2 separate regions of the Triticum aestivum genome follow, and region 2 is linked to region 1. The links are chromatin contacts, called in public Hi-C maps. All regions are on one chromosome and are shown on one strand. The core of a region is the stretch at or near the end of the contact, and the rest is flanking DNA. Distances in the headings are between cores, read along the strand shown. Region 1 holds the start of LOC123088036. Region 2 holds the start of LOC123088038 (mitogen-activated protein kinase kinase 2).

Region 1 (5,807 bases), core at 939-3,438:
CTCAGTCCATATCCATACTCTGATATCCACAATCAACAACTGTTTATATGTCGGAAAATACCAATAGTACACATAGAGGCAACAATGTACAGATGTTTCCGTTCACTTACCTTAAGAAATTTCTGCGTAGATTCCGAACATTATATCCCACTCCAACATCTCCACTAACAAGACGTGGGTTCCACATGACAAGAGGTCTTATCTTCAGTGGATTAAAACTGGAAGTTATTTCAAGATACCATATTGAGTGGAACATATATACAAATGATAATAGTGATGTACAGACTGTTGAACAAAATACAAGATGTGAACATAGATGGATGTGCTTGGGCAAATGAAAAATGCCATGCGATGGATATGCTAAGCTGATGTGCAAATGAATATAGATCCTACAAATATACATGCATGCAAAAATGACCTGTAAATACACATGCTGATCCTATCCTACCAACTTTGCTTGCGACACAAAAGACGGAATTCATTTTCCTTACTGTAAATTAATGCACATGTATCTGCCAACATTGAAAACTTGATCAGGCATAAGTTACATACGGGATCATCAGCGAGTTGAGATGCGATGCGTTCAACAGATTCAAGCATCTGGTGGTCAGGGATAATCATAACAACAACTCCGTCATCAGTATCAACTGGCTTTCGGTCGCTAAGACTGCCAATCAAGATAAGAGAATAGAAAGATTTTAGATCCACAAGAAATCTCATGGTAATCATCTTTTATGCCTTCAAGATAGAAGCAACTAATAACATCTAATTCTCTAAAGAAACTCAAATTGGTCCACATCTTGTCCTATCCTGTGAACCTGTCTAGTAAAATATGATACCCACGCCACGAATCATTTGGAGAGAATTTACTGGAAAGATCTTAGCAACAAAACTAATGTGCTTCACTGTAAATACTGCTGCATGTAACACGAATAGAAAAATGAACCATTACATATAACATATGCAAAAAATTTGAATACCACTGTGACTGCGCTACTGGAAGTAAGGTAATACCTAGCACACTTGAACTTTGCATCTTTCCACTGGTGCTTGAGAAGGGCAGCCACTCCAGCGTCAGGGAAGACGGCCTTAACTACCTGCGGTAGACAGACAGCAAGTTGAATGTAAAGAACATATACCCAAGGGACTTAAACGACAAGATTCACAATCAATGGGGGGCCTTCAAATCAGGGGCATCTCAGTCAGATAGAGATAAAAAAGGGAGGCAACTGGGCATTTAAAAATCTGTGTGGGTGATGAAGTTGGTCATGCAACTGCAGATGGATCAGACAGAGCAAAAGTTGCATTTATTTATCGCTAAATGACCTTGCATCCAAAGTCCAAACCTGGCCGGTCTCTTCCGCGAGTGTGTCGAGGAGTATCCTCGACAGCGCCCAGACCTCAGCCTGCGCTCCTTCCTGGTTGAGGAACTCCAACTGAGGGATCAGCAGCTCTGCCTACAGCAATGATGATAACACAAGAACGGATCATCAATGGTGAGAATGTGATAGGAGAATATAATGGTGGATGGAACTTGAACATTGAAACTGTTCCATTCCATGGCGTTCCAAGTAAAAAAAATGCAGAGATTTCACAGCAGGTTAAGTAAGGCTGAACCAAACTGTCAGATCAGTGTGTACATGGGCAATTGGAAACGTACAATTCCTCGCATGCCGCCGGAGTTGACGAAATCGGCGCTCGCCTTCCCCGACTGCCATATCGCGCCCTCCAGATCCGACGGCAGGCAACTGAAACCACAGAGACATCGAGAAACAACGCACGCTGTCAGTCAGACGCGCCGCAATCCAAAGCAACGCGGCGGCGTTTCCCCGAGCCGGAAGCGTGCCTGACCTGTCGTCCTCCAGCACCGCCTTCCCCGCCGCGCCGTCGGCCTCCGATGTCGCCGGCGCAGTCGGCCCGGCCTCCGTGGGAGCGTCGGCGGCGTCGAACTTGCCGAACTTGGCTTGGGCCGGGGTAGGCCCGCGGCGGACGCGCAGCCGCACCGCAGGGGAGGCTGCGACGGCGACGGGCGAAGGCGCGAGGAGCTGGCGGGGGAGAGGATGGGAGGGGCGCGCGTACTGCCGCGAGAGCAGCGCCGGCGAGGTCGCCATTGCTTCGTGCGGCGCAGGGGAGAAGCAGCACGTGGCCGAGCTGTGACTGGCTGCTCCCCCGTGCTGCGTGGATAACGGTGGGTTTGCTTCGGAAACGGGATCGCCGTCCGATGGAGAACTGAACGCTCCAGATTGTTTGGAATGGTTTAGTCCCGTGAAAGTGTGAGGTGTATGGTTTAGCTTTGGGGTGTGGATAGGTGTCGGTGGATTTAACCAAGTCTCGATCAAGTCGCATAATATAAAGAAATAAAATAATTTTTTTATAGGAATCTCAATGTAAGATCTCACAAGTATGGCATCAACTGAGACATAACCAAGTCTCAGTCGACTGAGATTCAGAAAGACTGTTAGACTATAGATTCTGTTTGGCATTTGTCAGTCAATTTGCGTTTCAGCCGATTCTTGCATGCCCGCTATTGCCCTACGACCTTCGTCGACCCGAGCTCCCCATTACCGGCTAAACCGCCATCCTGCCATATCTGAGCCGCCACTGCCCTAGCCGTCACTCTAAACATCCCCTCCCCCCTCTACGGGCGCCCGCACCGGTCAACCTCCACCTCAGCTTTGCCAACGACCCCATGATCGGCCATGTCATCCCTATACCCCGGTGACCCCAACCCCCTCCATCACAAGCACACACACCGATCAACCTCCGCCTCGGCTTTGCAGCGCGGTGACCCCAACCCCCTCCACCAGAAGCACACACACCGGTCAACCTCCAACTCGGCTTTGCCAGCGACCCCATGGTCGACCGTGTCATCCCCATCTCCGGTGACCCCAACCCCCTCCACCACAAGCACACACACTGATCAACCTCCGCCTTGGCTTTGCCAGTGACTCCATTATCAGCCGTGTAATCCCCATCTCCGACTCATTTCTCGGGTCGCCCTTACCATGATCAGCCGTGTAATCCCCATCTCCGAGTCATTTCTCGGGTCGCCCTTACCGACGATGACACAACCGCCCATGTCATCCCCGCCCCCAGCTCCAGCTCCAGCTCCACCTACCAAAATCAACTTACAGGCCTCTCATTTTCAGGCAACTAGAGAATATCAAATGCATTATCATAATCCTATTTGTTGAACCGACTTTTTGTGTATTTTGGTGTTCGTTTGATCCCTTTTTTTACTACTTTTGCGGCTGATTTTCGACATCAGATTACAAAAATAAGCACTTCGCAAACTGAGAGGCGTAGTGTGCACTCGTCTACTCCCTCTGTCCCATAATATAAGATGTTTTTTAACACTACACTAGTGCCAAGAAACGTCTTACCTTATGGGACGGAGGGAGTAGCTTATAATCAGAATGAGAAAGAAGTATATCTATCTTCACATGATTATCTTTAAAAATTCTACTGAGCAGTTACAACTTACAAGCCCCATTGGAATCTTGATACACACTGAACTGAACTGTATTACAAATTGTAGCCATTCATTCTGAGTATATCTGTGAACCTGTGGTATTGTCCATCCGGCCATTTCCGGATGCAGGAGCAACCAAAGATGCATGATAATATCACACCCTGGCACTATATTTCTAGTTCAGTTGTTGCAGGCAGTTGCTGTGCTCTGCATTTCCTTGCTGGTCGCAAACGACTTGCCGCACCCGCACGTCTTCGTCGCGTTTGGGTTCTGGAAGTTGAAGCCGCCCCCGATGAGAGCGTCGCTGTAGTCCAGCTCCATTCCAAACATGAAGAGAAGGCTCTTTGGGTCACAGACTGCAGGCGCACAAAATATATTGTCTCGTTAGAGTTCCGGTAGACCAGGTGGGTTTGGCCTGAATAAACAGAATGGGTTGTCACATGTACTTGTGATCAACAGCCTGTGGACTATTTCAAGCCTTCCAAGGATTTATTTGGAATGCAAAAGTGTTACTCTAATCTCGAGCACAAATGCAAATCCATGTCCTCTCAAACGAATATACAGTCAAGGCAAAGCAGTTACCTATTGTGAAACCCTCATACTCGATGACTGAATCGTCAGGGTTGGCGCTTCCTCGGCTCTCAAACTCCATGGTGTAAGACATGCCAGAACATCCACCTTGTTTAACTCCAATCCTCAAACAGAGATCTTCATTCTTTTCGGCCCTCATTCTGTTCAGATGCTTCAGGGCCTTCTCTGTCAATGAGATGGCTGGTGCAATGCTACCAGGCGTTGCTGTTGCAGCTGCTGCAAAGTATGGTAAACGATTTTACTATGTTAATGCTGAACAAAACTTGTCTGAAATTCTTTCTAATTCTGCAGCATTTGCATGAAGCATCTAAAATCCCGAAAATCGTAGGATATATCTGACTATCTTGTAGCCATTAAATCTTCAGTGTTTCCTCAACTATTCCCTTGCTCATGCAAGACAGATGAACCGATGAGTGATGTAGGATGACTGGAAGGACCAGGTTATTGAAGCCAACTAAAATAATCTTGTTCATCAGTTGTGACACATTTCTAAAAATATATAAGTTTACAAGGAAAGAACTTATAAAGACAACATCTTTGCTTAATCCCCTTGGATGGATAGGGATAATGCAACCAAGGCCTAAGTACCTAACTACTCCAGATAGATACAGATAGCTAGACATATGCATACGGCATGCCAGATACAGCATATAACGATCAAACAGATGTATATAATTACACTATTACCTATATAAAGATTTTATCTGGTACAAACAAACTCCAGAATAGCACAGAGAAGAAAACAGAAACATGCCACACACGTAACGTAACTGCTTTCCCACCTGATAGGCTGACACTGCAACCAGAAATAGGATTGTCCAGGAGCATGTCTCTGCTTTACCCATGTTATCTAAACTGTTTAATATTAGGGGCAGTGGACGGAAGATCTACAATTAGGATGGGGTCGCTCTGATTACAAGCCTAGTGGGGACAACCACCAACAATACATGGACAAATTTGCCACACACGGTACTGAGCAGGCAACCAGCAGCTCACTCAGGCAATACAGGCCAGGCAACGCCATCAACTACGCGTTCAGCAAACTCCAATCGAGACAATTTTCAGCCGCCTGAATCAAGATAACGAGGCGCACCACCGCTACATCAAGGTCAGCCCCTATGGCCATCGCTGCATACTGTATTTCTCACGGCAGGCAGCTACGCATCATCAATCCGGCTTCATTTTACCGGCTCTCGCAAATCACAAGAACAAAAGAGGCCCGGCAAAGGGATTCGATCCGAATCCTTCCAGCCCAAAACGATCCTACGTATTTCAATTTAAAAATATGCGCGGAGGAGAACGTCTAACATCTGGTTTGACCACGGACCTGGCGGCGCGGAGGCGCGGAGGGAGACGGCGCGGGAGCCCCCGCTGCGGGCGGCGAATCGGACGGAGGACGCGGGCGCGGAGGGCGAGGGGGAGACGGCGAGGTGGGGCCGCGCCGTGCCGGGGAGGCGGCCGAGGAGCGGGCGGGCCGTGGTGCCGGATGCGAGCGCCATGATTGGAAATCGGGTGGGGCTGGGGAGAGAGAGAGGGTGGGGGAAAGCAACGACGACGGCGAGAGAGAGAGGGAGGGAGCGAGGAAAGATCCTGTGGCTGGCGGGCCGCCCCGATTTCGGTGGCTTGTGGGCTCGGGGCTCTCTGCGGTCCACAATTATGTATATTTTCGAGATGGACTTTTACTAACTTAATTTGAACAGTTCTAAAAAAAACTAACTTCATTTAAACAGAATTATACAGTTGA
Region 2 (6,358 bases), core at 3,158-5,657, 270 kb after region 1:
ATTGGAGGACGATGTTGAGCACAACCGTTCCTCACCATCGACCAACTCGGCTAGTGCACAGCGTCCAGGCGCCGCAGTCGCTCCAATGCTCGCCGCCGCTGCCGCCGCCGCAGCCAGCATCTTACTGCCGATGTGAAGTGGAGAGCCGGGAAGGTGGAGGGAGGAGGAAGAGAGAGGAGGAGACGAGAGGGTGCTAGGTTCGGTCGGCTCGGGAACGCACGTCGCGTGCGGTGCGGGAGGAGACGCGCACAGGATTGGACGAAGAGTCAGCCAGGCTGCCAGGCCCCTCTCTCCAGTGGCCGACGAGACGCAGCCTCTCACCGCAACTAATACACCAGACAGACACATGGGACCAAAAGGAAATGAGCCCCACCGGCCATATGCCTACGCAGCTGAAACGAACGTGCACACCCAGCCGCACGACGCACGTCTCCCGCGTAGCGGCGCGTCAGGAGTCGCTGAAAATGGTTCACCCAGCCAATCAGGTAAGAGGCCGAGCCCACAGGTCATCCTCCCATGTGAATCCACCGTGCGGTCAAAACGAATGAAAATTCTAGCAAAGATCCAACGTCAATGAAGCCAAGAAAGACCAGTTTGACCAGCATCCAACAGACGAAATCGAAGCAAATTGAGGGAGCATTCTGGAGCCAACCTTGTAGGTTAGAATTTCACAACATAACACTTTTTTCTTTCTTTTTTGCATGGATCAAATTTGAATTTCACTTCTGTGAAATTACAAATTACAAGAAGGCGCCGTTCACGAAGGCAACCATTCCTGATTTCAGAAGCCCACCACCACCCTCCACTCAAAGTGACACATCACCATCTGAACTAAAGGCTTGCAAATACTAGTCCAAATCAGGTCATCGAGCGACCCAGCAAATATGGTTTCATTACAGTAAAATTGCAAAAGCAATAAGCCCATACATAACAAAGGTCAAAGTCGGACAACAAACGGATGCTTCCGTTATGCAGACAGGCAAAACTTCGATGCTCGCTGATGCTTTACAGACTTGTATTTGTATAATTATGAAGCCAATTGTATCATATTTGGTTCAAAGATATCATCAAAGCCCAGTTCATGAATAACAGGAAAAGAAAAATAACTCCATTCACTTGCTTCAGTTAGCTCCAGCTCATGACACATGGTTGAGCATTTGTCGTCTCACAACGCGATTTGCCTAGTAAAAAGAACAAGAATAGACCATCATTGGAATTGTAAAGGAATTGCAGTAACCATGTATGTACTCTTCAGTGGGTTATTGGATTACTTGAAGGTGGCAAGCGGTGATCCTGCAGTCGTGAAGTAGTCAGACAGATCGATATTCAGGTCGTCGTACATGCTCAGGAATGGATGAGCCTGGACATCGGAGGCAACAGATACAAGAAATGGATCAAGATCAGTCAGCCAGCTAATGATGCTTTCAGAAGAACATACAAAATTGCGAAGCAAACAGAAATTTCCTTACTGATAGGGTTTGGGCAGATGACCTATCTGCAGCATTTTTTTGGATACTGAAATCCAAAAGGAAATAACAAAACAGATATTAGCCTTCTTTCGGACACTGATGTTCCATAAATAAATAAATAAAAGATCAATTACTCTGCCCACAGATGAGATGAGAGAAAAACAAAAAATATCTGGAAGTTCAGATAATACGTGTCTGCAAGCATATAATGGTATTGTACCTAAGCTCATACTTTAGAGCTCTAGATCTAAAAATTGCAAATATTGCCCGAGTAACATTGATTAACAAAGGGGGTTCAATGGAGAAGCACAAATACCAAGCAGAAATGAATGAACAGAACTCTGGTGAAAACTGGTCTGATGGTGCAGAAGGTGATGGTTGGTCGACAACAGCTTCAAGAAGTTCATAAAAGCTTTCACGAGGAGGATATGGGAAATTGCCAGTGGCACATTCCAGCATAACTAGGCCCAAGCTCCAGATATCACTCAGATGACCATGTTTCTGCCCACTGATTCTTTCAGGCTGTCAAGAGTATACATTTTACACTGGTTAGCTGAAACAAAAAAATTGGTGAACATCTTTTCATGCCACACTGGAAGGCATGTCTACATAATTTAAACAAACTTTCACTCACCGCCATGTAGTTAAATGTGCCAGTAAATGTATCTCGCTGTGCAGAAGAACTAGAAATGATGGCACTAACACCAAAATCTGATATCTTTACTTCACCCCTATGATTTATCAATATATTCGATGGTTTCAGATCTCGGTGTATAACGCGCTTCTCATGATGCAAGTACATCAGTCCTTTCAACACCTGCACAAGGAAGTTGCAATTGTCAATTGAAAAGGTCCATGTCATTTTAAGGTGACAATTCTGATAGCAAACAAAAAAGTAGGGAAAACTATGTGGTTGATTGTGTGACATTTCACTGGCCTGCTTACAAATTGCAGCCAGGTAGGCCTCTGGAACGGTTCTAACAGCCTTGAGGAAATCAGCGAGAGAGCCACCATCCATGTACTCCAAAGCAATAGAAATAACACCATTGACATAGAAACACTGATAGCACGTGACAACATACTGGCACTGTGTAAACAAGCTTATTTTCAACTCCTGGGCCATCTGCTTGCGTATGCTCTCCTGAATATTGAGCTGTATAACCTGCAGGCATGACAACATACACCAATGGAGGTGAAGACCCTTTGTAACAGATATGTAAAATAGCAGAGAGGATAGTTACAGAAAGAAGTTGAAGGAACCAAAAATGCATAGCAAAGATTTAAAGAAGAAGCATCAAATAATGTATGTTTGAGACAATACCTTGAGAGCAAAAAACTGGCCAGTCCATTTGTGGCGCACCAATTGCACGGTCCCGCTATTACCTTTCCCGATCACTTTGATTGAATCTAGATCGTCTATGCTCAACTGATGATTATTATCCAAAGGCTTGATACGAGGAGCCTAGAGAAGTCGTGTATGTCAACAGAAAGAAGGTGAGACAAAGACTAGATAAATGAAGAGTATAATAAGTTCAGAACAGGAATGCAATTAGACAATTCTCAAAACAAAAATGGGTGCAGAGAACACTCTTCCAGTATAAGCAAGTGAGCATGAGCATTTCCGGATAAATATGACCAACCACTGGATGCATGATAAATGGCATCAGTAATAAACTGCATGTGAGGATATCCCCACATGAAAGATGACCGCATGTATTCCACCACCTAAGGGAAATAAAATAAATCCTAAATAGTAAATAGTAGTACTCCCATCATTTTTCCTAAAAAGTTATTCTGAAATTAGGGGATAGGAAACCCCTGCTCCCTGCCCTCTGATCCAATCAGACGTCCCACTTTTTTCTGCTCATGTATGCAAGGCCACTATCAAAAATATTCCCTCCGTTCCTAAAGATAAGTCTTTTTTAGAGATTTCTGTATGGACTACGTATGGATGTATATAGACGTATTTTAGAGTGTAGATTCACTCATTTTGTTCCGTATGTTAGTCTATATTGGAATCTCTAAAAGAGACTTATATTTAGGAATGGAGGGAGTAGAGTTTTACTACATCTATACAAGGCCGCCATCTCTTCTTGAGAAGAAATGATTAGATTTTTGCCTGAATGGCTGGTCTGAAAAAGGGACATAATAATTTTTGACCGAAAATAAAATAAAATCAAAATTAACGATAGTGCGTATCATTATTTTTCCTAAATCGTTGTTCTGAAAAGGTAACCACCGGAGGACAGGAACCCGCTGCTTGGCACCTGCTGCCAATCCAATCACGCATCCGGAAAGAAATTTTAAATCTGTTGATGACATCAACGAAATTACAAAAAAACAAAAAGAACAGTACAGGCTGTGTACCAATCTGCCAGCCAGGCCCAGCCCTGCGTGTCCAGGACAAGATGGGTTGGGGAATTTTAATTTTGGACCTAGGGGGGGGGGGGGGGGGGGGGGGGGGGGGGTGCCTGACCGGGTTGAGTGGGCCGGCTTACCTCGCCTTCCTCGCTCTGCGGGACGATGCGGAGGCCGTCCTTGTTGACGAGCAGGTCGCCGTCCTTGAAGGTCCCGCTCTGCGTCCTGCCCCGGTGACCACAACCGGAATCGAACCGATCAGCACGGCGACGCGCCCGAAGAATGAATGAATGAATGAAAGAAAGAAACGGGCAGAAGAGGGGTGGGGGCGGCCGGAGCTTGATTGCTTACAGGAACTTGCCGATGGTGGAGTCCTGGGAGGGCAGCGCGAGCTTGCCCGGCTTCTTCATCGGCGTCGGCGGCGGCGCCCGGCCGGCTCGCTCGTGGACGGACGGGACGGGCGCGGGCGGACGGCCGGAGCTTGCTAGGTGGAGAGGGGGGACGCGGAAGGTGGGGGGAGAAAAACGGCGGGTGGGGGTTGCTCTGCTTTGCTGAATTGCTGTGCTGCGCTTGGCTGGGCTGGTGACGAGCGACGAGCGACGAGTCCTGGTCCACCTCGTCTGCACTTTGACCTTTCTTCGCTGTCAAATTGCGCATTACGGTACCACGTAATTCTACGGATTAAATGGCTGGCGCAATGGGGACAACACTCGGGCACGTGCGTGCCCCGTCAACGGCTTGGTTGGAAAAACACATATACTACGAGCAAGTACACATTGTACACACCGCTCGCCTCGGTAAGGTGAGGTGTGAACAACGGCTAAGGCTGGTCATAGTGGGGAGTAACTTGGAGTAGTAACATGCATACATTACTACTCTATGTTACTACTTTTATAGTGGGAAGTGTCGTATGTGTAGTAACATACACATGTTTATTTATTGTCTTGTAGACACATTTTGCATTGAAAAACGCTATGTGATGGTAACATATTAGGTTACTCTATTTGCCTCTTTCTTCATTAACTATTTGTCACATCATCATTTTTGCTTATGTGGCATCTATGTTACTACCACTATGAGCACCCTAAACAAAGAAAGCTTGGTAGTAATAGTAGCACACACCGTTCTCAAAAAAGAGAGGGAGAGAGAAAGATGGGAGTAGGACTGCAGCGTCATGTCATCTTTGGATTTTATTACACGATGATCCGGTTTTTCCCTTGTGCTTGCAGAGACGGATATAGGACAGAAATGCTTGCAAAATGTTTCAAGCCACGGACGGCCTTTTTCTTCTTCTTTTGGGGTCCTTGTGAAACATAACGCAAAAGCCCGTACACAGGAAAGAGAAAAAAAAAGCCTAGTGTGATTTTTGAAACTTTATGACGTGAACTATGTGCGATCGTCCACGGACTTTTGTGGATTTTCTCTGGACGGGAAGGGCGTCGACATCACCCTGTTGCTGGCCCGCTGATGCAACTACTCCCTATGTAAACTAATGTAAAATTGCTTGCCATACGATTCATTTCTATCTCTACTACGTATCTCTTATACTCCCTCCGTCCCAAAATAAGTGATTCAACTTTGTACTAACTTAGTATAAAGTTAGTATGAACTTGAGTCACTTATTTTGGGACGGAGGGAGTACTACTTAAAAAAACGTCATTTCAAAAAAAACTTAAAAAGAACATAAGCTTCCCATGTTTACTTGCCTTCTGAACCAATTCTACTTTATTTTACTTACCAAACTTTTAATCAAAATATAAAGTAATTCATAGTCAGAATTTGATGAACATTTATCTACACAATCATATTATTATTGACAGATAAATCATAAGCTAACGTACTATAATATATATATATATATATATATATATATATATATATATATATATATATATAGAGAGAGAGAGAGAGAGAGAGAGAGAGATGAAAAATCCTTTCTACCATCGCTTGTAGTTACCACCATCCCCACTGCCATTTGATTGCATCAAGATCTGTGCCTGTCGTGGGCACTATAAAATCTATGCCCGATCAGTTTGTTGGACTGAGCTTCCGAATTTTCTGGGTCGCCCCACCTTTTCTCTTGCCGTTTATATATTTCAGTCTTGTATACACGCTGACTCAGGATAAGGCAATACGGTTAGATCTCTCTCTCTCTCTCTCTCTCTCTCTCTCTCTCTCTCTTAAAATCCGCGTGAGAAGAATTCGATCTGAAAAAAGGAAGGTACACAGCATCACATCGGTGGTTCCATGCATGCGTGAGGCCAATTGATATTTGTTTTTCTTGGTCTGAGTGTATCTAAACTAATTAGAAAGTATTTATTGGAGGTAGAAGTCCCGGTTGAATGCTAATTGTTGTTACTTCACCTGATCTTTTTATTAGGGATGGCTGAAGAGGAGTATCAGCGGGGAGGCGGCCAGAACGATGATTCCATCTGCAAAGGCTGACCCAACATGGACTTGATGCGTGACTATGGTTAGCGGCTGCGGCGAGAGCGGCAATCCGGCACCTACGCATGTGTGGTGAAGACATG

What was found. A called contact is a pair of places that touch in the nucleus more often than the background predicts.
Region 2: a contact with region 1 is called in a Hi-C map of leaf, with 5 times the contacts expected there. The contact joins the promoter of LOC123088038 here to the promoter of LOC123088036 in region 1. A contact is called at or near these places in 2 of 5 Hi-C or Micro-C datasets (both in leaf).

The regions. Positions count from the first base shown.
Region 1 is chr4A:673,323,484-673,329,290 of IWGSC CS RefSeq v2.1, forward strand. It overlaps LOC123088036, which reads right to left and starts at 2,189. Exons shown (of 9, transcript XM_044510182.1): 1 at 1,852-2,189; 2 at 1,661-1,748; 3 at 1,347-1,457; 4 at 1,015-1,097; 5 at 553-667; 6 at 111-202. The coding sequence starts at 2,111. It overlaps LOC123088037 (iron-sulfur assembly protein IscA, chloroplastic), which reads right to left and starts at 5,677. Exons shown (of 3, transcript XM_044510185.1): 1 at 5,391-5,677; 2 at 4,055-4,276; 3 at 3,418-3,828. The coding sequence starts at 5,562. The coding sequence ends at 3,653.
Region 2 is chr4A:673,595,289-673,601,646 of IWGSC CS RefSeq v2.1, forward strand. It overlaps LOC123088038 (mitogen-activated protein kinase kinase 2), which reads right to left and starts at 4,408. Exons shown (of 9, transcript XM_044510186.1): 1 at 4,179-4,408; 2 at 3,968-4,052; 3 at 2,791-2,931; 4 at 2,407-2,631; 5 at 2,104-2,286; 6 at 1,786-1,991; 7 at 1,470-1,515; 8 at 1,272-1,360; 9 at 889-1,181. The coding sequence starts at 4,237. The coding sequence ends at 1,166.